Linked DNA regions of Sus scrofa: regions 1, 3 and 4 are each linked to region 2. A link is a contact called in public Hi-C and HiChIP or PLAC-seq data. All regions are on one chromosome and are shown on one strand. The core of a region is the stretch at or near the end of the contact, and the rest is flanking DNA. Distances in the headings are between cores, read along the strand shown.

What was found. A called contact is a pair of places that touch in the nucleus more often than the background predicts. HiChIP or PLAC-seq counts read pairs in DNA pulled down with a chosen protein or histone mark.
Region 1: an H3K27ac HiChIP or PLAC-seq map of alveolar macrophages shows a contact between it and region 2. The contact joins the enhancer-like site here to the promoter of DDIAS in region 2. A contact is called at or near these places in 9 of 47 Hi-C or Micro-C datasets (adipocytes, brain, embryonic fibroblasts and 4 more) and 1 of 2 datasets of contacts at active chromatin or transcription factors (alveolar macrophages).
Region 3: a Hi-C map of alveolar macrophages shows a contact between it and region 2, with 2.4 times the contacts expected there. The contact joins the promoter of RAB30 here to the promoter of DDIAS in region 2. A contact is called at or near these places in 2 of 5 promoter capture datasets (fetal liver and liver), 13 of 47 Hi-C or Micro-C datasets (alveolar macrophages, embryonic fibroblasts, fetal heart ventricle and 8 more) and 2 of 2 datasets of contacts at active chromatin or transcription factors (alveolar macrophages and skeletal muscle).
Region 4: a Hi-C map of liver shows a contact between it and region 2, with 2.4 times the contacts expected there. The contact joins the promoter of PCF11 here to the promoter of DDIAS in region 2. A contact is called at or near these places in 2 of 5 promoter capture datasets (fetal liver and fetal skeletal muscle), 7 of 47 Hi-C or Micro-C datasets (adipocytes, brain, embryonic fibroblasts and 3 more) and 2 of 2 datasets of contacts at active chromatin or transcription factors (alveolar macrophages and skeletal muscle).

Annotation. Positions count from the first base shown.
Region 1 is chr9:17,313,688-17,317,808 of Sscrofa11.1, forward strand. PCF11 (pre-mRNA cleavage complex 2 protein Pcf11) reads left to right here. Exons shown (of 16, transcript XM_021062577.1): 10 at 3,836-3,955. Among named protein-coding and RNA genes, the nearest start is that of PCF11, 18 kb to the left of the region's middle. Within about 2 kb of position 2,859, at least 5 of the 83 cell types and tissues checked have an H3K27ac peak or open chromatin away from gene starts, as enhancers often do. A contact at or near this core is called in alveolar macrophages, where this site is marked.
Region 2 is chr9:17,076,229-17,079,904 of Sscrofa11.1, forward strand. It overlaps DDIAS (DNA damage-induced apoptosis suppressor protein), which reads left to right and starts at 1,656. Exons shown (of 5, transcript XM_003129716.6): 1 at 1,656-1,782. PRCP (lysosomal Pro-X carboxypeptidase) reads right to left here. Exons shown (of 11, transcript XM_021062571.1): 2 at 1-14.
Region 3 is chr9:17,221,203-17,225,275 of Sscrofa11.1, forward strand. It overlaps RAB30 (ras-related protein Rab-30), which reads right to left and starts at 1,539. Exons shown (of 5, transcript XM_021062576.1): 1 at 1,332-1,539. It overlaps LOC110255408 (a long non-coding RNA gene), which reads left to right and starts at 1,712. Exons shown (of 2, transcript XR_002335559.1): 1 at 1,712-1,983; 2 at 2,717-4,073.
Region 4 is chr9:17,295,996-17,299,915 of Sscrofa11.1, forward strand. PCF11 (pre-mRNA cleavage complex 2 protein Pcf11) reads left to right here and starts at 1,874. Exons shown (of 16, transcript XM_021062577.1): 1 at 1,874-2,372. The coding sequence starts at 2,181.

The sequences.
Region 1 (4,121 bases), core at 1,609-4,108, 240 kb after region 2:
GATTTTTTAAAAAAATTTGCTTTTTAAAAAGGGCCACGGTATCGCAACACAACAATGGGAGGAAAAAGTATGTATACATGTATGTGTAACTTGGTCCCCATGCTAGAGAGTGGGGGGGGGAGTATACACACACACACACACACACACACACACACACACACACATACATACACACACACACACACATACATACATCCATATATATACACACACACATACACACATATATACACACATACACATATATATACACATACATACATATACATACACATACATATATATATATACACATATATATACACACACACACATATATATATATATGTATATATATAATTCTAGAAGCATTAAAAAAAAAAAAAGGGCCACAGGTGTGGCATATGGAAGTCCCCAGGCTAGGGGTCTCATTGGAGCTACACCTGCCAACCTGCACCACAGCCATGGCAATGCCAAATCGTGGCAACATTGGATGGTTAACCCACTGAGCAAGGCCAGAGATCAAACCCAGATCCTCATGGATACTAGTCAGGTTTGTTTCTGCTGAGCCGCAGTGGGAACTCCTGTTTGATATTTTGAATTTTTGTTTTGTGTGTGTGCGATGATCCAGTAAACATTAAGTGAGTACTAGAGACATCACCTTATAAGTTGATTCATTCATGTCTTTTGGGGCACTCAAATAATAACTGTACACAGCATGTTAGAAATAGAAAAACACTTCTGTGATTTTCTTACCAGATGTCCATGATAAGCATATGTGGGGTGAGGCATAACAATAATGTTATGAATATAATAAAAATAGTAGACACAGGGGCTTTATAAATAAATTTTAGTATTTTGTGAAAAGTGGAAAGTATGTAAATTAAAATTACTGCAAAATCAATGTATTGAGAACTAACTCAATCAAATGGTAATGGTACTTGCTTTATTTTTGAATCATTAAATTGGCCATCTTTAGAAACATGGCTGTAGTGTGGCTCTATTTAGTTTACATATGTAGAGAGTTTTCCAAAAGTTCTGAAGTAACTAGGGAAGTTCTAGCTAAGATCTAGTTTATGCATTAGGTTTTCAACTGTATCATCTCAAGAAATTCACTCAATTAATTTGAAAACAGTGTTTTTAATTCCTAGATTGACAATTAGGATTAATATTTTTCATATTTTTTGTTTTCACTGTAATGGAAAGGGAAGGAAAGAATTTGGGGTCAGAAGATCAGGGTCAAAATTTCCATTCTGCTACCTTATAGGCGGGTGGGGTATAAACAAGCAAATAGAGTCTCTGGGGTTCGGGTTGTTTTTTCCTCTGTAGATAGTATATGATAAAAGTCAATGTTTCCCTGAGAATTTTTTCTTTTTTTTTTTTTTCTCTTGGACACTCAAATCAGACAGTGTGTGCAAGAGTACTTTGTTAACTTGTAAAGTGCTACAGTAGTGTTTTCCTGTAGAACTCACTTTTTCTGAATTTTTCTTTTAGGACTCTTTTTCTTATTGAGTAGAGGATTTGTTGTATCAGAGTTGATAGCATGAGATAATGTAGCAACTGCAGATTTTGCCCTTTTCTGTATGAGTTAATATACAAAACCACCTGCAGATTTTTGCCCTTTTTTGTATGAGTTAATATACAAAACCTGCAAATTGTTCTTTTGCTTTTATGGCCTTGGGTGTTTATGTAGACAGGGCATAGCAATGCCACAGAGGAAGTCATATTTCCTGGGTTGGAGGTATCGAAATGAGATGTTAGCTTTGCCTTCCTTCTTCAAGTTTTACTTAAAGAGATATGAGAAGTTTTCAGTGTTCTGTATTCAGCTTCTCTCGAGGCTTTTCCTCAAAATTGAAAGTGAAAACCTCCTTTTCCTAGTGGTAAATATACTAATGTTCATTATTCATCCAAACAAATACTGATCATTTTGCTATATGCTAGGCATTGTGGTAGAATGACTCTAGTAAAGGTTTATCTTTCTAAGAACTTGATAGTATAGCAGGATCTATGGACTGTTTCATTTTTCCTAAACAGCTATTCATTTCTATCTATTGATAAGCTAGTCACCATCATTGGGTACCAAGTATGATATTCCAAGTATGGTATTCTGAGACTTACCTCTTATTCCTATTTCTAAATGCATAAAAAATCAAATCAAACTGAGTATGTTATGTCTAAGTTTTTTTTTTTAATTTTTTCTGTTTTTTAAAAATCATATGTTACAGGTATGTAATATAGTGATTCATAATTTTCAAAGGTTTTACTCCATTTATAGTTATTATAAAATATATTGACTATATTTCCTATGTACAGTATATCCTTGTAGCTTATTTTATACCTAATAGTTTACCTCTTAATTCCCTACCTTTTATTTATATTTGGGGTCAGAAGATCCATGTCTCCACTGGTAACCACTAGTTTGCTCTCTTTTTGTCTGCTTTTTTTTTGTTATATTTACTAGTTTTTTGTATTTTTTAGATTCCACATATAAATGATATTATACAGTAATTGTTTTTGTCTGACTTATTTCACTTGGGCTGTTTTTTTAAAAAGAAAAACAAATATTATATATACTACTGAATACCATGTGCCTTACAAATATTGATTCAGTTAATTCTTATAACAACCTTAGGTAGGAAAGATATTTATTACCCTTTTACAGGTAAAGAAAACTGAGGCAACATGATCATGTCACACAACTAGAAAATGAAATTTCTAATAGTATCCCAGGAGTTTGGTTCTATAGTTAATGCTCTTGATCATTAAACTTGGGTGCCCGAAGACATGCTATTAGCTAGTTATGAGTCTTGGACATATAAATAGCTAATTCTGATGAAACATAAATGTTGAACTAGTGTGTGAAATGGCTGTTGTAATTGTCTGTTGAGGTTGATTTGTTCATGTAATCAGACATTTCATTTCAACAGCCTACTGTGTACAAGGCACTGTGGTGAGTGTAAACAATGCAGTGTTTAGGGGCAGGGATTATTGTTTTCAGGTTGCAAGTTGAATTTCTGCTATTAAGAGGAATTTTTAGTGGTTCAGAACTTTTTATAGAGGTGTGGTAAGATGCATAGTAGTGATATGCATATATATTAATATTCTTTTTATAGTTGACTTAAAGAATTGTAATTATTAGATTAGTGCTTAGCAAAATATGGAATTGGATTGATTCCTCACAAGTGACCTTAAGGGGAAGATTGTTATCTATCCTCGTCTCATTTATTCAAATTATTGAAGCTGTAGTAAGCCTGACATCTGTTGAGCAATAGCTTGATCTGCTTTGCAAAGGCAGTAATTCAGCAAAAGGTCAGAGGGGCAGGTATAATCCTTGCCACTTGGTTCATCTCTCTGCATTAGTTCCCCTGGGTAATCATGGGGGCTGGGTAGGAATATTTCCACTTAGACTTCGCTATTTCTTTTTCCTAGAAGTCTGTGCTAGGAGATCTACTTAATCTGTACAAAACTTCCTTTCCCAATATGGTTAGATGAAGAATAGAGAATTAGAAGGGTGAAAAGCTGAACCTAGAGGTGGTGCTGCATTGCATAGAAGGGAGCATGGAACTCTCTGCCCTCTGTTTTCTGCTTTGCTTTGGCATGGAATTAATTGGGCAACAGTTAATTGCTTTTTTAAGATCACACATATGTCCTTATAAAGTATTAGTGTTTTTTAAGAGGTGATGATTTGCTGACCTAAATGCAAAGTTCATTTTTAGGAGCTTTTGATAATGACACTCATCTTAAGATTTTTGTCAAATTTGATGTTGATAGGACATCTTGAAGAAAATTTTAAAAATGCTTAGTATAATTTGCACTTTTAAGTTCATTCATTTTAAGTGTTTTTTTTTTTTTTAAGGAGCCCTTCCCAAGGCATATCCTGATAATCATCTTAGTCAGGTGGATGTAAATGAATTGTTTTCAAAACTGCTGAAAACAGGAATTCTTAAATTGTCCCAGCCTGATTCAGCTACAACACGTAAGTATGATTCTATTATTTGTCTACACAGAGCTTTTTCATTTTTATAAAGATAATATGATAAACTATAATGATGTATTCTATGATAAAAATTTTTACAATAATTGAATTCTTAGGTATACTTCGTTTTTTTGAAAATCAAATATAACTGGTTTATAATGAAATT
Region 2 (3,676 bases), core at 406-2,905:
GCTCAGGCTGGTGGCTGCGGAGCGGGTAGAAAGGGTATAAGCGACGAGCGCAGCCAGAGCCTGGCCCAGCCCCAGCTCCGCCCACCTCAGACAGGCTCCTCCTCCCCGGGGAAATCCAAAGACACTTGGCCCCTCAGCCACACCGCCCCTGTCCTGTCTCAGAGGGCACCGCCACATTCATTTCCCTCTGGTACCACCCCCTCTTTAGAACCCACATTTATTGCGGTCACATGCTAGCCTGCCTTTATCATCCCAAGGCTCCTCCTAGCAGACCGGTGAATCCCTTTCCTAACTGTATCGCACCCACTCCACTCCCCCAAGTCCACCTTCTAGCCCAGTCACCCTACACTCTGGCCTTTATCATCACTGCTAAACCCTGCCCTGTCCGCCTCACTTCCACTGTCACACCCCTGTCCTCCACAAATCGCCATCTGCCTCTACAAGGTTTAAGACACTAGTCACTTCAACTACTGGCCTTCAACACACCCTGAGAGGAGTTGAGGGTGAAGATCAGGAATGGGGCACTCTGTGCTCTGGGAAAAACGGGAGGAACAGGCATTGATAGTGAGCTATTTTCAGGAGGTTTTATGCGCCCCAATTTTTGCATCTTCTCATATCTAGCGCTAAAATCATTAACGGAGACATCTGCTCCTCCTGACTAGCAGCAAGCCTCTGATGAAATGTGTGTTTGATTGCACATACCCTCTTCGTTAAACCTATGTATAATACTGACCTTTCCCCCACGTCTTTGAAGCAGTTCCTCAGAGCTGAGAAGCTGTTACCGGCACTAGAATCCTCGTTTTACCCCAAATAAAAGTTAACAGTTAAGTCACAATTTTCACGTTGTGGGGTTTTTTTCCCCAGTCAACAGTACCGTGGTAATTTATTGATTCACTACAGAATCACTATAGCACTAGGCTTAGTGGCACACACATCATCTCTCAACCATCCCACCATCTCGTGCGTGGTGTATGATGGTTACTCCCATCTATAGCCGAGGAAACAGGCTCAGAAAGGTGCTGGGGGTTGCATTGGGTCACTCAGAGGGAAGTGTGGAGCAGGGCTTCAAAGACTGCTAAGTCTGGTTCCTTTGCACGCTCTCTCGATGAAGCCACCCTAACCACCTCCTATTGCACTGTCGCTGGGGCACCTCAGACCTCGGTGTAGCCCACACCGTCGGTCCTTCAACCGAGGCTGCCCTGTAATTCCACTAGGTTCGGGTCCAGGTTACGCCCCCTTTCTTCTCCCAGCAGCCCGCAGCCCGCTTCAGGCCCCGCCTTCGCCCACGCCACCCCATCCACAGCAGGCAGAGCCCCTTCCGTGCTCGCGGCTCCCGCACCATCCAGCGGCTCCCCCACCATCCAGCTTCGCTCCTCCTTCCAGTCAGTCCGCAGAACCCCGGTCCGAGGGGCGCTCCCGCCCCCTCCCACTCCTTTCCGGGGTCCTTACGCCCAACTGGCTCAACACCGCCCCGAAACCAACTTTACAGACTGCACTACTAGTTTTTTCTCCACTAGTCGAGAAAAAACACTTGCCAACACCGTCTCAACCCCCGGTTTGACGAAAATGGCTGTTCCCAAATGCTCACTGGTTGCTGTGCTAAGTCACCACCCTCGGCGGCACCTTCTTCTGATTGGCTCTGAGAAAGGACGGCCAGAGCGTCACTTCCGGCGGAAGGGGGCGCGGGAGATTCGATTGGAGGGCGCTTGGTTTGCTGCTGAGTCCTGAGGGCCTTGTCACTAACTGAGCTTCGCCGGGGCAGGTTCCCGGCGCTCTGCCCAGGTGAGTTGCTGCGGGAGGAGGTCCTGGTGGGGGCAAGCGCCGGAGACTCCTTAACGAAACCCTTAACGTCGTTATAAGTGAGACTCAGGGCATTCTATGTTGTTTTTTTTCAGGAGCCTTCTTTAAAAGGGCGGCAATGAGGGTAGAAGAGTAAGAAGGTCATTTTTAATTTTAGACAATGCTGTTGCAGTCGCTCAGTGAGCGTTAATCGAACATTTAGTATGCCATCGAGCTGGACGCCTGTGAGCGTCTGGAACCGGAAATACGGAGAGGAAAAGGCATCACTCTAGCTTTTGAGATGCTCAGAGATACATATGCAACCGGCTGCTATGCCGAGTAATACCTGTTGAAAAGGGGTCCTTTCCAGAAGTGCTTTGGTGACCCAGAGGGGAAAGTGCTTAACTGAGTAGTGTGTTTAGACCAGAAACTCGAAAGCTATCTAGATGCCCTTCTTCTCTCTCACAACCAGCCAGTCATACCAACCTCTTGAATATCTCAAATCCATACGCTTTTCGCCACTTTTACTGTACTTACCTTGGTTCAGCACAACTGCCGCGTAACTGTGACAGTAGCCTCGTAGCTGGTTCTCCTTCCAAACCAGTCTGCCCATTTCCAGGCTGATAAATGCAAATCTAATCAGGGTCTCCCCATTAACCTTTCCTTTGATTTCTTTTATTTGCCCTCAGGTTTAAGTCTAAATTCCTTACCGTGGTCAATAGGGCCCTTTTTGTCTTTTTGAGTTCCTCAAATGCGTCATCCTCCCTTACCTCCAGACCTCTTCTAAATCCCATCCCCAACCCAGCTAATTCTACTCATTCCTTAGGTCGCATTTTATAAAGCCTTCTAAGTCAGGAAGTCTTCCCTGAGCCTGAAAGATTGGGTCACAATGCACCAAGTACTTAGTTACTCGTGCTACAGGTCGTTTTTAAGTGCCTCCCTCCTCTGTGCCCAGAACTGCTAGGTACTAGGATTACACTGGTGAGCAAGATATGAGATTCCTATTCTAATGGAACTTAAACCTTTTATGGGTGGACTTAAGAATAAAGTGGAATCTATTTGAGTTAGGTTGGTCTGGGAAGGCCTTTCTGAGGAGTTGGCACTTAAATTGAGGCCAAAAAGTTGAGAATGATCCAGCCATGCCACAGAGGAAAGGAAGAATCTTCCAGAGTGAATAGGTTGTACAAAGGCCTTAGGGCAGGAAAGAGCTTGGCATCTTAGTGTTCAAGAATCTAAGAAAAGACCACTGTTGCTGGAACATATTCAGAAAGGACAGTTGTATGAGATGAGCCTGGAGAAATGGTCAGGGACCAGGAGTTCCCGTCGTGGCGCAGTGGTTAACGAATCCGACCAGGAACCATAAGGTTGCAGGTTCGGTCCCTGCCCTTGCTCAGTGGATTAACGACCCGGCGTTGCCATGAGCTGTGGTGTAGGTTGCAGACGCGGCTCGGATCCTGCGTTGCTGTGGCTCTGGCTTAGGCTGGCGGCTGCATCTCCGATTTGACCCGTAGCCTGGGAACCTCCATATGCCGCGGGAGCGGCCCGAGAAATAGCCAAAAAAAAAGAAAAAAAAAAAAAAAAAGAAATGGTCAGGGACCAGATCACACAGTACGATGTTAATACAGCAGCATAAGCAGGAGATGGTGGTGGTTTGGATTAAAGTGGTGGCAGAATATGGGGGGTGGGGTGGAATGTGAGTGGTGGTTTTTAGATATGGAAGTAGACTCAAGGGTATCTAAAAAACATGGATAAACATGATATGGGACTTGACAAAAAGAGAGGAATGAAGGATGACATTGCTTCTAGGTATCTGGCTTTCATTACTGGTTGGAGAGTACAGCCATTTACTGAGATGGAGAAGACTGCAAGTAAAGAGATTTGAGAGGAAACTAAGAAT
Region 3 (4,073 bases), core at 289-2,788, 140 kb after region 2:
TGACTTCCCCCCAATGCCTGACTTGGTTATGAAAAGGTTTGGCATTTTGGAGTTAAGCATAAAACAGTCTGGCATTTCTCCTTTTGACATTCCAAGAGGGGGTGTGGTTGACCCCAGGTCCATTCATTTCCAAGGTTGTAGATCTCTCAGCTAAGACTAGCCCCATCTGTTCTGGAGTCAACCAGCTGTGTACTTCAAAATAACGTATTTATTGCACTAATCATCCTAATAACTCTTACAAGAAGAGAGCCAATATCATACAAATCAGGATGCTCTCTGTTCTGTTAAACGTGTCAGTTTGTTTAAAAACCAAAACCCACACGCCAAAAAAAAAAAAAAAAAACCAAAAAACTCTACTATGCTCCTCAGTTTCCCTCAGCAGGATCACTCACTCCTCCTGTGTACCTTTCAGCAATGGCAAATGAAGGTTAACAGCGCTTCTAACTTTTCCTTTCCCTGATGCGTTAAAATGAACCCGAGTGTCCCTAATGATCCCTTCTCCGAACCGTTATTTGTGACTGGTGATTGTGCCTCAGGAAACAGCAGCTCATTATGGTACCACTGTCAGTGGCAAGGAGCCTATTGCAATGTAATTTAAAACACTCACACAAGCACAAATCTGTCGGCTCCACTTCCAAACAATCCTGAAATCCTGCAGTCGGGAGAAGAAAAACACTTAAAAAAAAAAATGTTGCTTCTAGCAGCCTAAGAGAACCTTCCCCAGACACGTGAAACGTTTGTGACTGGCATAGTGCACCATTAAAGGACACTGTCACCTCAAATCAGCAGAAAAGGCGAGACAAACGACATGGACACACGCACAAAATAACGCCCCACAAAACTTAACCTACTCAGAAGCCCGCTCGTCTTAAAAATGAATAGTGTGTGCTCGCCCAAGTGGCACAGAAATGTTCCAAAGTAGTGCGACCACATTAAATCACTGTCTCCATTTCTCCCCACGCATCACCCCTTCCCACTCAAATCTCAGCACTCGGGCCGTATGTGACAGGACTGCAGTCTCCCACCTCTGCCTTCCCCTGATTTTCCAAGAGCACTTCCCAACATCCACCCCAGCCCAGCCCCCTCTCCCAGCCTCCGAAAAGGTTGAGGGGAGTTGCGACTAGGGAACTGGCAGGCATCGGTCCTCTGGTGGGGGAAGGTTGCTGGAGTTGTTCTTTGCAGTGACCCAAATTGTACAGAGCTTTTCGCTTAGCAGCGCTTTGCGAGCACCTCCCCAATCCTCCCGCCCCCATCTTCCCAAAAGAAAGCCTTGAGAACTAAGCGGGAGGAATAACTTGGTAGAACCTATTGAATAAATCACTTCAACTCACCTGGTTTGGGATTTTTCTCCCCACCCCAGGCATAAACAGAAAGGATGTGCGAATGAGTCACGCACGCAAGGGAAGGTGTTGCGGAGTCCTAAGTCCAAGGGCTGGAGTCAGCCCCTGCCCTGGTGCTTGCTGCTACTCTTAGCTCAGCTGGAGCGAGCGGCAATAGCAAGCCTAGCAGCAGCAGGGGGGAGGATAGACCGTAGCACAATGAATGCAGTGGGGTTTTTGCAATGACATCATCCCTCTGTCCAAAAGGCCCCAATAGCCATGCTCAGAAGCGGAGGGTTCTGGGAATTGTAGTCTCCTCACGGACTGGCGGGACACAGAGGCTATCGCCGGAACTACAAAGCCCAAAATGCGCCAAGGTCAGACGCGCCCAGAGCGGGCCAAGGGAGTAAAGGGGACTCGGCCGCCATGTTAGGAGCGCGGGGAAGGTTCCGCCGCGCCGGCTGAGGTTTTAGGGAACGCGGGAGCCGAGAGGTGGTGCAGAGGGGACGGTGAGGAGGAGGACAAGCGGGCCGAAGAGCCTGGGGTTCCGAACCTGGGTACCGGGGTGGGAGGGGCTGGAAGCGGTACCTGGGGACTGAGTCGGACGAGCCCGGCTAGTGGCGGCATCAGAGGCCGAGTGGGCCTCGGCCTCAGGGTCCTGCAGGTATTGGTCCCTGTCACTTGCACCGTTTATAATTAAGGGATTGAGGGAGTTTGTCTCCTGGTCTCAGAGCACCGTAAACAGGATAGTCGGGGCGGTTGTGTTTTTTGGTAGATGCGGGGACCCGGCGTGGCCACTCTCACCTTTGGTCGGAGAAGATTCCACCTACAGAATTGGGCTGCCCTTCCCAAATTTATTTTTTATCTTGTCATTCATTCTCCAGCCAGCCTTAATCCTTCCCAAGGTGTTGCACCTTCACTGGTTTTTCATACAGAGATGATTTGGAAAAGGTTCCAAAGAAATCGATGTTGGAAGATAGCTGAGCTGGAAAAAGGACGATGCTTTGGGCCTGCAGTAAAGAAGTGACAGGGACTGAATCCTACGGAAGTAAATAAACTTGGTTTAAAACATCTTCATACGTGCCCGCGAAGGCAGGGAGATGTTGTAAGGGAATACCTGTTTAAGGCTGGCGTTTGGTTCCGGAGTGTAGCGGCATTTGAAGAAACTTAGGGTGTATGCTTAAAAATACTGCGAAGACTGGATCTTCGGTAGCATGGATCGCTATTTTAAAAATACATTTAGTGTTTAATTTGTAGAACTCCATATATACGACTACTTTAGGAACTGATTTTCTTTTAAACTAAGTAACTGAGATCAAGTAATTTTGCCCAGTGTCTCAAATGAACTGTGATTTTTTTTCCAGTTACTAAAACAATGCTGTGTGTTTTTTTTTCAGAGTCTATCTACACTATGAAAAGATGGGAAATTTCTTCCTGAAAGTGTCTGAAGGGCTAAAAATGCTGATATATTTGTGCTGTTAAACGTTTCATTTTGCATGTTATTGTGAAAACAAAAGTAACGAATTACTGGGTCGGTAGAGCTATGCACTTCACCTGTTAGGAGTTAAAATTATTGCTGATAAATGGATTATATCAAAGAAAGGCTAGGCAGAGTGATTACAAAAGACAAAAACATGGTAGAAACATCACCCAGATGTATGCAGATGACAATTACAAAAAGAGTTTTATGAAGAATGATCTTATATATGTCATGCTGCAGATAAATCAGATGAGTAGGTTTGTTTCTTTTCTTTTCTTTTTTTTTTTTTTTTTTTTTTGCTTTTTAGGGCCACACCCACAGCACATGTCAGTTCTCAGGCTAGGGGTTTAGAGCTGTAGCTGCTGGCCTACATCACCTCTGGGACATAAACTGCAGTTCACGGCAACACCCGATAACTGACTTACTGAGCAAGGCCAGGGATTGAACCCGCATCCTCATGGTTACTAGTCGGATTTGTTTCTGCTGTGCCACGACAGGAACTCCAGGTCTGTTTTTTGTTTGTTTTTTGCTTTTTAGGGCCATACCCGTGGCATATGGAGGTTCCCAGGCTAGGGGTCGAATCAGAGCTACACCTGCCAGCCTACACCACAGCCATTCCAGATCCCAGCCAAGTCTGCAACATACACCATAGCTCAAGGCAACGCTGGATCCTTAACCCACTTAGCGAGAAGTCCAGGGATCAAACCCGCAACCTCATGGTTCCTAGTCGGATTTGTTTCCAGTGTGCCACGATGGGAACTCCTGTTTCATTTTTAAACAAAGGTAATATGTATTAGTCTCACTTGTCCATGAATACAATAATGAGAAAGGCTCATGAAATTATTTGTTATCCAGAAATAACCTTTGCAAGTAATGTTGGTAAGTATAGGAAAAGGAAAAAATCTTTACCATTTTCTTTCTCATCTTCAGTATAACTGTGGTATTTTAAGCTTAATAGAGATAAACTGAACAGATTTACATTTAGACTTAGTTTCACATTCTTACAGATTATTTTTAGGGCTTGGTGAATCAGGAGTGTTTTTATGTCTTAGACAAACTTTATTTTGTAAGATACTTCTTTATATAAGCAATAACCTCAATTTGAGTTACTGTGGAAGACAAATTTGTGAAGGAAATGGAACCCAGCAGATTTCTCAGAAATAGTATATGTGAGAAACGCGACTTGTATAATGCAGTGATTTCTTTAATTCGTCATATGTTTGGGTAATTAGAAATTTTTCCAGCCTTATAGTCATTGAACATCTAACCATAAA
Region 4 (3,920 bases), core at 624-3,123, 220 kb after region 2:
TTCGTGGCGCAGTGGTTAACGAATCCGACTAGGAACCATGAGGTTGCGGGTTCGGTCCCTGCCCTTCCTTGCTCAGTGGGTTAAGGATCTGGCGTTGCCGTGAGCTGTGGTGTAGGCCGCAGACGCGGCTCGGATCCCAGGTTGCTGTGGCTCTGGCGTAGGTCGGTGGCTACAGCTCCGATTCAACCCCTAGCCTGGGAACCTCCATATGCCGCGGGAGCGGCCCAAGAAATAGCAACAACAACAACAACAGACAAAAAAAGACAAAAAAAATAAATAAATAAAAAAGTAAAATTACAAGGAAAACTACCACAAGGACTATTTTACAGCGGGCATTTCCTTTCAGAAAACATGAACTTGGACAGTTGCTTAATTTAAAATGTGTCTATAATATCTACGTATCATCACTAACAATGGCATGAAATTGAGATCCGTAAGTACCTATACAACAATATTTCTTAGCCTCAAATAACAAAAGACAAGTTCTTCTCCCCAGGCTTTACCTCTCATTCATATGTGGTATCACATTAAGAATAAATGAAAAATAAATGTGAACAAAATCTTGTACACTTTAAATATGTGCAGTTTATCGTATCTCAATTACTTTCAATAAAGCTCCTAAAAACCCAGAAACAAAACAAAAATAAGTGAAAATGTTACTTTTTATGGGAAAATAAAGGAATTACTTCATTTATTTCCTAAGAGCGATTTCTTCTGAGGAACAAAAAAGTATCTCTACTGAGCCTAGTAGCCTAAGAAGGACAATGAAGCACATTTTACGTAATTAATATCTAATTTTTTTAGCCTAAATTTAGTTTACTATCTCAATGAGAAAAATACCTTTTTAGTTTAATGTTTTATGTTGCAGCTTCAAGGCAGAACTATTTGAAAGCTTTGTGTTTTGAGAGCATCATTTCCAAGCTCCAAAAAGGGATTTTAGAAACCTTGGAAAAGATCCCTACAAGTAAAATACGTAATTCTTCCTATTTGACCCAAATTGCATATTCTAAGGGTGTTTCGAGGTGCAGAAGATCGAGAGAGAAGAGTTATCACGCTCCGGGGTGGGTGTGGCTGTTGTGAGCAACCTTTCCTAGAGCTGAGTGGGCTTCCCAAAGATTTCCTGAAAACCCTTATGGAAAAGCCTTACACACACACACACACACACACACACACACGCACCCCTTCTAAATAAAGGCATTTTCCTAGGGGTTCAACTCTAGAAAGCTGGCGGAGGTGTTTTTGTTTGTGGAAGTGGCAAGCAGTGTATTAAAGCTGACTCTAGTGGTCCTTCTCAAGGTTCCGGTTGAAACCGGCGCCTCCCTCCAGGTCTCAATCCCAGGCCGGGTATGTGGGCCGCGGCAGCAGGACCCGCCCAGGCTCTCGGGAGCACCTGAGTCGAAGAGGGGGGGCGGGGCCGGCCAAAAGCCTCCTCCTCGCTCAACCCCCACCCCGCTCAGGGGCCGCCCGGCAGGCGGAAGGGAGGATGATTGACGGAGCAGCTCAGCTGCTAGGACGTTGCAGAGGGAGGGTCGAAGTGGAGCCGCTGAGCTTTCTTGTTAAACTGGTTGGGTTTTGCCTCGGGAACAGCCTCCCTCAGGACTATTGGCCTCCCTGAGTGGGTTGTTATGGTAACAAATGACCGAACAGTCCCTTATGAATCCGCCAATGAGAGGGGCAGTCTTTTCCACCCCACCTCTAAGCCGTAAGTGTTGCGAAAGTCCGGGTAGGATCCCGACAAGAAGGCGGTGCCAGAACGTTCAGCGGAAGGGCTGTGGGCGGGGCTTGTGACGTTTCAGGACTAGCCAATCACGCCCGGCTTTATCAACGGCCCCGCCCTTTTACCGCACATTTCCCCTCCCCTAGCTCATTTCGCACGACGCAGCGGTTGGGAACACAGACATTTTCGGAGCTGGAGCCGCCACTGCCGCCGCCATTTTGTGTCTGTGGAGAAAGAAGCGTCTGTGGCGGCTGGAAGTGGACGGAGACCACCCGTGAGACGGCGGCGTTTCATACCCGAGGTTCCCCCTGTGTCGTCCCCCAACCCCCCTCCGCGGTCAGCATGTGGTGAAGCCGGAGCCGCGAGAGACCAGGGGAGAGGAAGAGGAGTCGGAAGGGAGGCGGGGTATCGAGAGCGGCTTCAGCTTCAGCTGCGGCGGGCCTCGGAGGGGGGCCGCGGCGCAATGTCAGAGCAGACGCCGGCCGAGGCCGGTACTGCGGGGGCCCGGGAGGACGCCTGTCGGGATTATCAGTCATCACTCGAAGACCTGACCTTCAATAGCAAACCGCACATCAATATGCTGACCATTCTAGCCGAGGAGAACCTGCCCTTCGCCAAGGAGATCGTCTCTCTCATCGAGGCCCAAACCGCCAAGGTTTTTATACACCCCGCAGCCTCCTATTCTTCTAATACTCCCTGATTTTAGTGTCAGCCTCATCCCAGGTCTCGCTTCCGTCCAAAGGGGGACAGTGTTCCTCCTCTCCAACCCCCCCCCCCAACTCAGGTTCGGTCTTTGGCCCAGGCTTCGAGCGTGGGCCTCGCTTGAAGGGAGGGAGTGGGGAGGATAAAGGGTGGAGTTCCACTTCCGCTTACCAGCTCCCTATTTAGGCCACCGCACCGTCTGTCCCGAGGCACACGCTTTAAGTAGAGCCGTTTGGGGAGGGGGGAGGCTTAAAAGGCAGTTTGCGATGTGGGAAAGTAAGTGTTAAAACCTTTCTAACCCCCTGGGAAGGTGGGGAGTGGATCTTCCTCCGTGCCCCCCGCCCCCGTACCCTTTTGGGTAATTGTGTCTGTGGGTTGGAAGGAGGTGAAGGGGGACCTGGGAGCGAGCTGTTGGCGGGTGGGAATAGGGCACTGGCCCCGAGTGGAGCAGCCGCCTGTTAGGAGCCCAACATGGCGCCTGAAAAGCACATGATGCGAAAGGGAAGAGAGGAGAATCCATTCCCTGCCAGCCAGGCAGCTGCTCACACCCGTCAGCCCCGTTTTGGGGTGGGGGCGGCTAGGTATAACTAGTATTCTCCTGTCGGAGGGTCTCATTTGCCCCCAAATACGGGAAATTGGGGTTGAGGGTGGGGCGTGGGGGTGGGGGTGGGGAGGAGATCTTACCCAACCTGTAGGTGGAGAACCGGCCCACTGGGTAACAAGTACTTGTAGGTTTTTTTTTGAAAAGTTCAGTCCCTCCTCCTCTTCCTTTTCTCTTTTTTTCCTCCCTTCCCTGAGTGAAGACGTGCTTTGCCTCACCCCTTGACAGCAGTGGTCCTCTGCCACCCTATATTTCCCTGTAGTCCTCCTCTTCTGTGGATTCATGTGGGAGCGATATGTCATTTAAGTTACTGTTAAACTTAGTTATCATAATGAGTTTTAATAGCTTCCCAGTACTACGTTTTAAGTTATTTTTCAAGCTTGTACTTATGGTTTAGTTTTTTTTTTCTAGTTGTTAGTGATTGAAATGATCAGGATGAGCCTCCTTTTAGCAGAGTGAACCCCTTTTAAAAGGCCACTTTAACAACAACCACCAATATATTGTTTAGAGGCGGTTTCTGTCTAGTGTAAAACTGAGTGGTCTGACTTTAATAAATGGTTTTGAAATGTGTGACTGGTATTATAAAATTTGTGAATAAAACATATAAAATATGTATTTGTCTTTTTTATTTACCTTTGTAAGGTGTAGATTTGTTTCCAAGATTTATTTTTATCTACGTGGTTGTGTGTTTTAAACAAAGTCTTTAAGTGACTTGGGTTCATTCTTTAGGTTCCATCCACTGTTTTGGGTAAATCTGTTCACAAGATACACGGTCTCAGGTGGTCCTTTCATTCCTTAAAGAGGACAAAAAGTGAAGTTTTTTTTTTTCTTTTTCTTTTTTTTTAAAGGCCCAGCAAGTTTGTCATGCTCAGTCTGACAGCTAAAATACAAGTCCTTATT